Regions from separate parts of the Mus musculus genome. Here region 1 is linked to region 2. A link is a contact called in public promoter capture Hi-C data. All regions are on one chromosome and are shown on one strand. The core of a region is the stretch at or near the end of the contact, and the rest is flanking DNA. Distances in the headings are between cores, read along the strand shown.

What was found. Promoter capture Hi-C pulls out the DNA fragments that hold promoters and counts their contacts.
Region 1: a promoter capture Hi-C map of pre-B cells shows a contact between it and region 2, with 7 times the contacts expected there. The contact joins the enhancer-like site here to the promoter of Zcchc13 in region 2. A contact is called at or near these places in 6 of 39 promoter capture datasets (the 3T3-L1 cell line, cranial neural crest, hippocampal neurons and 3 more), 1 of 484 Hi-C or Micro-C datasets (nephron progenitors) and 1 of 115 datasets of contacts at active chromatin or transcription factors (astrocytes).

Annotation. Positions count from the first base shown.
Region 1 is chrX:104,996,284-105,001,780 of GRCm38.p6, forward strand. It overlaps Gm33486 (a long non-coding RNA gene), which reads right to left. Exons shown (of 3, transcript XR_387034.2): 3 at 5,158-5,497. Among named protein-coding and RNA genes, the nearest start is that of Gm33486, 4.9 kb to the right of the region's middle. Within about 2 kb of position 2,163, at least 3 of the 459 cell types and tissues checked have an H3K27ac peak or open chromatin away from gene starts, as enhancers often do. A contact at or near this core is called in pre-B cells, where this site is marked.
Region 2 is chrX:103,627,642-103,632,868 of GRCm38.p6, forward strand. Zcchc13 (zinc finger, CCHC domain containing 13) reads left to right here and starts at 2,945. Exons shown (of 1, transcript NM_029158.2): 1 at 2,945-4,023. The coding sequence starts at 3,032. The coding sequence ends at 3,544.

The DNA.
Region 1 (5,497 bases), core at 913-3,412, 1.4 Mb after region 2:
ATGTATGTGTATGCATATATTTTAGGAAGGTTCTACAGCAGTAACTTTCCACATGACTTTTTTGAAAGGTCTTTAGTGGTATTTATCTCTCCCCATGTCACTTTCTCTACCCTGCACTCCCACCCTCACCCCAACTTAACCCCTCTTGTTCAATTATTCCCCATTAGCCCTTTATGCCACTGAGTTCTAATTCCCCTCCCTGGAAAGGCCCCCAGCCTCTTCCTAATTTCCTGATGGAATTGGGTATTCTATATGGGTATTTCAAATGAAACATACATAGCTAAAGATTTGAAACTAACATCTGTAAGTAACAGAAAACATGTGAAGGTTGCCTTATGTGTATGGGTCATCTCACACCTAGTGATTGTTTCCAATTCTATTTGCTTGCAAACTTCATAATTTTGTTTTTTGTAATGGCTGAGCACTCTTTGATTATATAGATGTACATTTCCATTATCCATTCATCAGTTGATGGACATCTAGGCTGTTTCCATTTCCTGATTATTATGAAGAGAGCTAAACAGGACTGAGCAAGTGTCTCTAGAGTAGGAAACAAAGTCCTTTGGGTATTCACCCAAGAAGGGCATAGCTGGATCATATGGTAGATCTAAGTTTTGCTTTGTGAGGAACCTACAGCTGATTACATAGTGGCTCCACCAGTTCATGCTCCCACAAGCAGTAAGTGCCCCCCTTTCACATCTACTTCAACATTTATAGTCTTTTTCTTTCTTTTTTGGATCTTAGCCATTCTGACTGGGGTAAGCTGAAATGTCAATGTTGTTTTAATTTGCATCTTCCTGATGCCTAAAGTGATTGAACATTTTTAAGTGTTTCTAAAGATGTTGAGCATTTTTAAGTGTTTCTAAAGGTGCTGACCATTTTTTAAATCTTCTCAGTCATTTGTATTTCATTTTCTGAGAACTCTATTTGCTTCTGTGCCCCATTCTAAAATTGCATTGCTTTTTGATGTTGTTATTGTACTGGTTTAAACATGAGTAAGAAAAATCAGTCCCTAATAATCAAACATTGGCCTGACAGCTGTTGAAAGCTTTCCTAGTGCTCATAGCAAGGCCGAGTTACTCTCTAGCAGACATAAAGTAGCTCCTAAAATATCAGCACCAGATAAGGCCTTTTTGAAAAAAGAATGTGAGGACAAGACTGCTCTGTAAATTTGCCTAACCACAAGGAAATACAAGGAAATGTTGTAACCTATGAAATACTAAAACTCCTTCCCTCAGTTAATAGATGAATGATTCTTATTCTTTACCAATTACAATTCAACTTCAGCCCCAGACTAGTCAGCTCTCTCTATAAGATATATTAACATATATAACCATCCATTAATCTCTGCTTCTTTATAGCACCCAATCCAGAGTCTTGTTTTAAAAAAAATCACCCAGCAAAAGTCTAAATTATATTATGATGCCTTTAAAACCCCTTCTGAATGCTCTAGCCCTAGAACATTTGACTCCCCGAGCTGGGAGAAAGGCTGGTTTCCTAGGTCCAATAAGGATACTACAGCTACACAGGCGTTTTTTCTGGCTTTTGTTTCATTACACCTGTAAATTGTAGCAGTCCTATGGGAAAGGCTGAGATCCAACAGAAATGGCTATCACTAGATTTGGTAAAAACTAAATAAACTGGTTTTTTTTCCTGTGTTCACATATTTTATGTAATTTCTTCGTAATGCAGATGAATGTTGTGGATGGGGATTACAGAAACAGACTCTGTTTTGCCAGTACTAAAAAGAAAAAAGAAAAACCTAACAGAGACCAGAAAAATAATTAGAGACCTGAGGCTAAAAGCCTCTTGAGTTATCACTATCTGGTGTTCTACTTTTCTAACTAAAAATCTTATTCCTTTCACATTCTGTTTGAGTGTTATTTTATAACATTTTCATGTGCACTGGGTAAACAAGAAAAAACCTAGGACCCTGAAGGGGACACACTGAGGAGTCTAACTCCAAATTCAGTTTATTAGAGGAAAAGGTCAAAGAAGGAAGCAATTATGAAAACAGCGGCACTACCAAGAAGGAAAATGACCTCCGGGTGCAGAGGGGCTTGAAAGACTTCGTAGTGACCCAAGCCAGCACATTAATGACCAACCTTCTCTGTCTTCTCACCCAGTATCGCCAGTTCCCAGGAAGTGGTTTTTCAGCGTGACTAGAGAGAAACAAGCTGCATTCTCTGCTTGAACAGTTGCGGAGATGAGGGTAGGATGGGACCTCTCTCCATTTTGCCACAATTTCTTACATCTTCCACAGTCTACTAACAGGAGAAAGGGGTTCCTGAAGATAACCTATGGAGTTTTATATGAAGGGCATAGCTTCCAATGAAAACAAAGTAGAATTCTTGTGGACTTTGATAGCTCACATGCTAAAATTAAATAATACCAAGAAAATTGGCCATGTTACTATGCAAGTAGCATATGTGAATTTGAAAAGTGTTCTAGCTTACTTCTCTGTCATAACAAAAACATCATGATGGGTGAGTTAACAGCAAAAAATTATCAGCTTTCAAAAAGGGGAGGCAGATGCTGGGATTCAGGTGTTGGTCACTTTAGTTTTTTCTGAGACCTCTCTCCACACATGCAGATGGCCATAATCCCGCTGTGCCATCATATGGGGTATTCTCTATGAACACACACATATATATGCGTGTGTGTCTTAATATTCTCTTGTAAGGACACAGGTCTTACAGAATTTGGGCCATCCACATGACTCAATCATATTCTGAGTTGATGGGGGATAGGACTTCACCTTATGAATTTGCGAGGGATAGAATTCTGTCCATCCATTAAAAAAAATGCATTTAAGTGAAGTTAAATTCAAGCACACAAAAACTATTTAAATAATACAGTTGAAAAAACAGTAATGAGAGAATAATAAATATATCCAGAGTATATTATAAACACCTTTAATGTTATTTAATTTTAACTTAGAGTGATTAGAAAACCTACATATGATATGATTTGATATTTTATATTTGGAAATTTTTATACAGAGATTTACATAAAATGTCAGCAATACCTTAATACCATATTGTAATTATCAGAATACAGATTATGCTCTGAGTGTCCACAATTCTCAAAGAGGAAGGAAGCATCACCCTCTTGTGTGATGGTTCATTTTGTCTGTTGGATAGGTAAAGTCCAAGGAGACTAGTAAAGTGCACCTCTGGGTATACCTTTGAGGCTGTTTCCAAATAGGATTAATTAAGGGAGGAGGTAGAAGGGAAAATAATTACAACAGTGAAATTGAGCTTCCTAACCTGAATGTGGGGTGCAGACTGGGATCAGGTGGAATAAAAGAAGAAAAAGAGAAAGCCCAGAGCACAGACATGTTCTCTTGGCTTCCTGACTGCCTTGGTGTGACTACATATTCCCTTCCATGAAAGGGCTGAAAGCCTGGAAAGTGGTAAGCCAAGGAGTCAAAGAGATGGCTCAGTCAGTGGCTAGGAAAACTCGCTGCTCTTCTGAAGGACCCAGGTTCAATTCCCAGCATCTACACAGTGGTGCACTACCACCTGAAGCTCCCTATTCTGGCCTTTCGCACACATACTCATGTTGTACAGACATACGTGAGGGCAAAACACTCCTATACATAGAATTAAATTTAATTTAAAAATAACAACAAAACCTGTGAGTCAAAATAAATTCTTCCTTCTTTTAAGTTGTTCTGTGAGGTACTACATTATGGTAAAGAAAACTCCAACTAACACACTCTGAATGTAGTATATGTATCAAACGCACAAGTAATGAGACTGCCTAAAAAGGTTTATCTGCCCAACCGTTTCTTCATGGCAAGACCAATTCTGCATTTACTTTACCTTTTGAATGGCAATCAGACACTTCTCTTTAATTCCACCATTCACTTTGTCATATTTCTTGGGAAAGACTAGGAAAAGACGCCAGTACAGAAATAACATTTAAAGTTATTAAGAGGAGCAAGCCTTAAATCCTTGCAGCTTTGATGCAGAGAGGTCAGATCCCATGGGACACCCTGACCTTTTCACAGGAACTTCCTTAGGACTATTCCATGAGACATAGTCCTCAGCTTCTCATTGGCTAGACAGCAAGAATATTAGAGAGGCGATAGGAGAAAAGTGTTAGGCGTTTAGTAGATTCTAGGTGTGCCATGGCTAGAAACTTGAATATAGGAAGCGTTAGATGATTCCTAGATCCCTCTCCATGTCTAAGTGTTGAAGATATTTTGAGAAGCAACTATTCAGTTCAGATTTTCCAAGTACTTAAAAACGAAGGACATTAAGTAAAAATTTTAGTTTGGATACCCACTGGAAAAGTGATTCTGGTCTTCAGGCACAAATAGAACTTTCTCTAATTTTACAAAGTCTAATTCTAATAATTTCATATATTAAGAGAGCCTGGGAGCAGAGATGGGAGTAATTATCTAAGGAAATAGCCGGGTATCTCCAGTAATAAAACTGATTCACCTGGTAGGATGACACTCATATTGCCACCAAAAGACCTCTTCCTTCACTCCATTCTGAGTTCTGAAAAATTAAACCCCAGATTATGCCTACCCAAGAACAATTCCCAGGGTTAGATGTCAGGACTGTGGACATGTGCATGCACTGTGACAGGCCTGGAACCGTGGCATGCTGGCATTTGCTAAACCTCAAACTCCCTTTACAGACGTGCCCATTCACAAATTTAAATCTCTGTATTCTAAAATGCAGTTCCTAGGAGGTCTTCTAATGGTACTTGTCAAAGAAAGCCATGTAAATGATGCATTAAACTACCATATGTGTCTCGCAGGTCTGGTGCTATTTTGAAGCCACCTGTAAGTGAAGAGGCCATCTTATACTTTGGCATCTTAACATTGCGTCTTTAGCCTTCCATTGGAACCAATTAGATAGAGAGATATTATCACCATGCTGAAAAACCATAGAAGCAGGTAGACAATAAGAATGGGTTTTGCTCTGCCCAGGACACATTCCCCAGCAAATAAAACAGCTCTTTTCTAAATACATTCAAGTAAAAACTTGGGAAATTTAGAAAATCTGATAAGGAACCATAAAGAATGAATTGTACATTACAATATGTTGCCTCCATAAACTTTATTAAACTTATCAAATAAACAGCTGGAAAAATGGCTCATCCCATAAAACTGTTTTCCATGCAAGCATAAGGACCTGAGTTCAGATCCCTGGTGCCCATGTGACAAGCCTGTTATCTTTGTTAGGGTTCTATTGCTGTGATGAAACACCATGACCCCCAAAAAATTGGGAAGGAAAGGGTTTATTTGGCTTACACTCCGTATCAGTGTTTAGCATCAAGGAAGTAAGTACAGCAACTCAAACAGAGCAGGAACCTGGAGGCAGAAGCTCGTTCAGAGACCATTGGAGGGGCACTGCTTACCGGCTTGCTCCTTGTGGCTTGCTCTGCCTGCTTTCGTACAGACCCCAAGGCCACCTCTCCAAAGATGGCACCTCCCACAATAGGCTGGGCCCTTGCCCATCAATTATTAAGAAAATGC
Region 2 (5,227 bases), core at 1,695-4,194:
AGAAAGAAAGAAAGAAAGAGCGAGAGAGAGCGAGAGAGAGGGAGAGAGAGAGAGGAAAGAAGGAAGGAAGGAAGGAAGGAAGGAAGGAAGGAAGGAAGGAAGGAAGGAAGGAAGGAAGGAAGGAAGGATAATTTCTTAAAAGTATATACTGGGGCTGGAGAGATGGTTTAGTGGGTAAGAGCACTGACTGTACTTCCGAAGGTCCTGAGTTCAAATCCCAGCAACCACATGGTGGCTCACAACCATCCATAATGAGATCTGATGTCCTCTTCTGGGGTGTCTGAAGACAGCTAGAGTGTACTTACCTATAATAAAGAAATAAATTTTAAAAAGTATATACTGAAAACCTTAAAAAGTTGGAAACAAAACTTTTATGCTTTTCTTTTTTCTTTTTTTCTTTTTTATTAGATATTTCCCCAGGAAATATGATTTTCTCCCAGGAAATATGATTCCCCCCCGAAACACTCTATCCCATCCCTCCTCCTCCTGTTTCTTTCTATGAGGGTGCTCCTCCACCCATTCACCCACTCCCACCTCCCTGCCCTAGCATTCCGCTACACTGGGGCATCCAGCCTTCACAGGACCAAGGGCCTCTTCTCCCATTGATGCCCAACAAGGCCATCCTCTGCTACATATGGAGCTAGAGACATGGGTCCCTCCACGTGGACTCCTTGGTTGGTGATTTAGTCCCTGGGAGCCGTGGGGAGTCTGGTTGGTTCATATTGCTGTTCTTCCTATGGGGTTCCAACCCCTTCAGCTTCTTCAGTCCTTTCTCTAACTCCTCCACTGGGGACCCTATGCTTAGTCCAGTGATTGGCTGCAAGCACCCTCCTCTGTACTTGTCAGACTCTGGCAGAGCCTCTCAAGAGACAACCATATCAGGCTCTTGTCAGCAAGCACTTGCACTCTAAAGTTTTAGTTGGGAAGCTGGTGCTTAGACTAGCAGAAATTGGGGGAGGGTAGTTAACTTAAGCAGGCTCCAATGTAGGGGCCCAGTGTTTCCTCTTCCTCTCTAGTTCTACCAAAGCTGACTGTCTTGAGGAGTTATTTTGAAAATGAACCATCAGATATTATTTATTACACATGCTTGCATGCATACACACATGTATACATACATACAATAAAGAAGGTCAAGAGGTTAGATTGCCATGAATTCTAGCCTTTGGAGAGGCTGGGGCAGTAAAATCATTTAAACCTAGCCCTAGCTGCATACTCTAGTATAACACCATTAAAATAAAGAAAGGAGACAGACTATCAGGCTGGGGATATAGCCCACTAGTGGAGTGCTTTCCTAACATGTGTAAGACCTAGTTAGGCCTCCAGTGTCACAGACACATACATACACATTCACCTAAAGTTGAGTGTGGTATTGCATGCCTATAGCCCAGCACTGGGAGGCAGCAGTGAGAGAATAAAGGTAAAGGCCACCTTCGCCTTCATGAAACCCTGACTGAAAAACCAACCAAGCATGCTGGTGAGATGGCTTAGAGGTTAAGAGTACTGACTGCTCTTCCAGAGGTCCTGAGTTCAATTCCCAGTAACTACATGGTGGCTTCCAACCATCTGTAATGGGGTCTGATACATTCTTTTGGTGTAAATCTTTTTTTTTTTAAATCAAACCAGAAAAGAGAAAAATTAAAAGACTGCTATTTTCTTAGCCCTAATACTTTTGTATTTGTTTAAATGTACATGTACATATATAAGGTATAAACAGTAGGGAATACACCTATGAGACAAGAAATCCAATATCTGATTGCATTTATATTTTGTTTTGGTTGGGATCAAACCCATGGCCTAAACAAATAGGTGAGCTATATCCCAACTCCTTTTAATTGCATATATTTTCCAAGCAATAACATTGGTTTTATATTGAATGCTACAATTTTGCTCTTTTTTTAAAAAAATTAAATTTATTTATTTAAAATTCTTTTCTTTTTAAAATTAGGTATTTTCTTTATTTACATTTCAAATGTTATCCCATCATTTCCTAGTTTCCCCTCCAAAAATCCCCTGTCCCCTCCTCCCTTCCCCCATTTTGTTCTTTCCTAACCTAAATAGTGCTTTTCTGTTGAAAGTTAAGATGGCAAGTCAGGCATGGCAGCCCATTCGTGTAGTCCTAGTACACTAGTAGTATTGGAGGTAGAGGCAGAAGGATCAGAAGTTCATTCTCAATTACTTGAAGGCAAGCTAGGCTATTTGAAAAGCCCTCATTTCCACAAAACAGGCAAGTTAAGTTTGCAGCAATAAACTAACAATAGAGTGTGTTAAACTGTGAGTCTCAGGTAGTACAGGGCTGCACAGCAAGACCCTGCCTCAAATTAGTGAATTAAGCTAACATAACAAATATGCAAAGGGATTTCTTTGTGATTTAGGAAGTAATCAAGTTTTCTTGTTACGTACCCAATGTTACTGTAGTGTAGGCCTCCTGAGTCTGGGACTACAGGCCTGTGCCACCACATCTAAAGGGACTAACTGAATTAGGAAATATTCTACAGGTCAGAATTCCTGAACAGAAAGAGATTCATCCCCAAATTTAGTAACTCAAGTGTTGAAAACCAACCCCAAAAAAGGTAGGCGTGTGTAACAGTACATATATGTAGCCCTAGCACTCATGATGCCCAGGGAAAAGAATCTTGAGTTCAAGACGAGGCTGGAGTAGGTGGTGAGATGATATCGGGATGTCTGGGAAAACTAAAACTAAACCAACCTAAAGTAAACTAAATTAAAATAAAATAGAAAAGTGTGGGGCATGGTGGCACACGCCTTTAATCCCAGCACTCAAGAGGCAGAGGCAGGCGGATTTCTGAGTTCGAGGCCAGTCTCTTGAAAAAAACTTAAAAAAAAAAAAAAAAAAAAAAGCCCAAAGGCTTTGTGATGTACGTGGCCATTGAGGCCGTGTGCAAAGCTCATTAACGTCACAGAGGCCTGCCAGGAAAAGCGACCATTTCCATCTAAGCCATCCTAGGCAGGTAGCCTCGGGGCCCGTGGCAGTGGGGTGTGGGCCTGCTCACCGGAAGATCTCACCGTACCCATGAGCAGTAAAAGTTGCTTCAAGTGTGGACACTCTGGCCACTGGGCCCGGGAGTGTCCTAAGGGAGGAACCCGAGGGCGAACAGCAAGAGGTCGTACCAGAGGTCCCCAGTGCAGCACCGCCAACCAGTCCGATGTTTGTTATCGCTGTGGTGAAACTGGTCACTACGCCAAGGACTGTGATCTTCTCCAGGATACCTGCTACAACTGCGGGAGAAGAGGACACATAGCTAAGGACTGTACCCAGGCTAAACGAGAGAGGGAGCAGTGCTGTTACATCTGCAGTCAGCCTGGTCATCTGGCTCGGGACTGCAACCGGCAAGAAGAACAGAAATGCTACACTTGTGGTGAATTTGGGCACATCCAGAAAGATTGTACCCAAATTAAGTGCTACAGATGTGGTGAGAATGGCCACATGGCGGTGAACTGCAGCAAGACGAGCGAAGTCAGCTGCTACCGCTGTGGAGAGTCTGGACATCTGGCTCGGGAATGCCCCATTGAGGCTACCGCTTAGTAACCCCCTTAAACGCCATCCTTTACTAAGTACGCTGTTTCTAACATTTCTTTGCTAATCAAAAACGTGATAGATGGAAGCTACTCCTATACCATTATAATTATCATCTTAAAGCAAGAAAAGACTGGGGGGGAAACATGTCAAAAATGTTATAATCAATATGCTATTTGGTTGCCATGAGGAAGTTCAGATAGGGCACAGCCATTTTTGAATTGGACACTAGTGGATCCTTTGAGTACGGTTCGTTTTGACACACTAAATTAGAAATTGATAGTGAAAAATTACAGCAAGCTTGGAACATCGTCTTTGAATTTACTAACAAATACTATATATGTATGTCAGATAGAGATAAACTGCTTTGAAGCGAGAGACAACTGACTAAAATAAGAAGAGAAACTACTTCCTTGGTGGTGGGGGCAAGAACATTTTGAGGAAGTAACATTTCTTCAGAGACTTTTAGAGCAAATAAAAGTGTTTCTGAAAACATTGATGACTTTGATAGCTTTTTATATTTAGTTTTATTATATTGATAACTTTTAGATTATTTCATTTTGTCAGCTTTTTGGTTGGTTGGTTTTATTTTAAGTGATTTTTTATTTTATCAAGAGCTCAAGCCGGGCATGGTGGTGCACGCCTTTAATCCCAGCACTTGGGAGGCAGAGGCAAGCAGATTTCTGAGTTCGAGGCCAGCCTGGTCTACAGAGTGAGTTCCAGGACAGCCAGGGCTACACAGAGAAACCCTGTCTCGGGAGAAAAAAAAAGAGCTCATGCTATCGCAGAATTGACCCCCTGAAGCATACATCTCTCTCTGTCTTAGTGCCCCAAATACTGAGATTACAGGTATGAAACACCACACTCAGCTCTGATCTTGTTAACTTTTAAATAATATTGAAAGCCATCTTAGGCCAGTGAAAGGAAACTGGCCCCGCTCAGCAGGTAAAAGCGCTTGCTTGCTACCTGGTGGTGTGAGCTTGACCACTTGTCTGGTTCCTACCTAAAGGAGAAAGTAAAGAACCAACTCCACAAAACTGTCTTCTTACAGGCACGTGCCACACTGCATACAAACTACTCATAATAGGAACGAAAATAATACTAATAAGAAGAACCCAATTTTTCCCTCTTTTTTTTTTTTTTTTTTTTTTTTTTTGAGACAGGATCTTTCTGTGTAGCCCTGGCTGTCCTGGAACTTGCTACATAGACCAGACTGATCTTGAACTCAGTGATCCTCCTGCTTTGGCGTCCTAAATGCTGGGATTAGAGGTATGTGCTATCATGCCTACCAGGAACTAGAAATTATAAACCTCTTACCTTTCACACAGTGTACATTCAGTTATAAACCACAAAATAGTAGTATAATGTGTATGAATCATTTTGAGAAAGGTAGAAGCATCAAAATTATTTTATTTTATATAACTTAAATGATTTATTTATTTTCTATTTTATGGTTGTTTCACTTGGATGTATGTCTGTGTTTCACATGCATGAAGTAGCCATGGAAGCCAGAAGAGGACATCAGATCGCCTAGAGCTGGAGTTACAGGTGGTTGTGAGTTGCCATGTATGGGGGCAGGGGTTGGAATCGATCTGGGTCTTCAGGAAGAACATCCGGTATTCATAAGCACTGAGCCATCTTTCCAGCTCTCCTTCTTAAAAAATATTTCTTAAAATATGAATTATGTATATG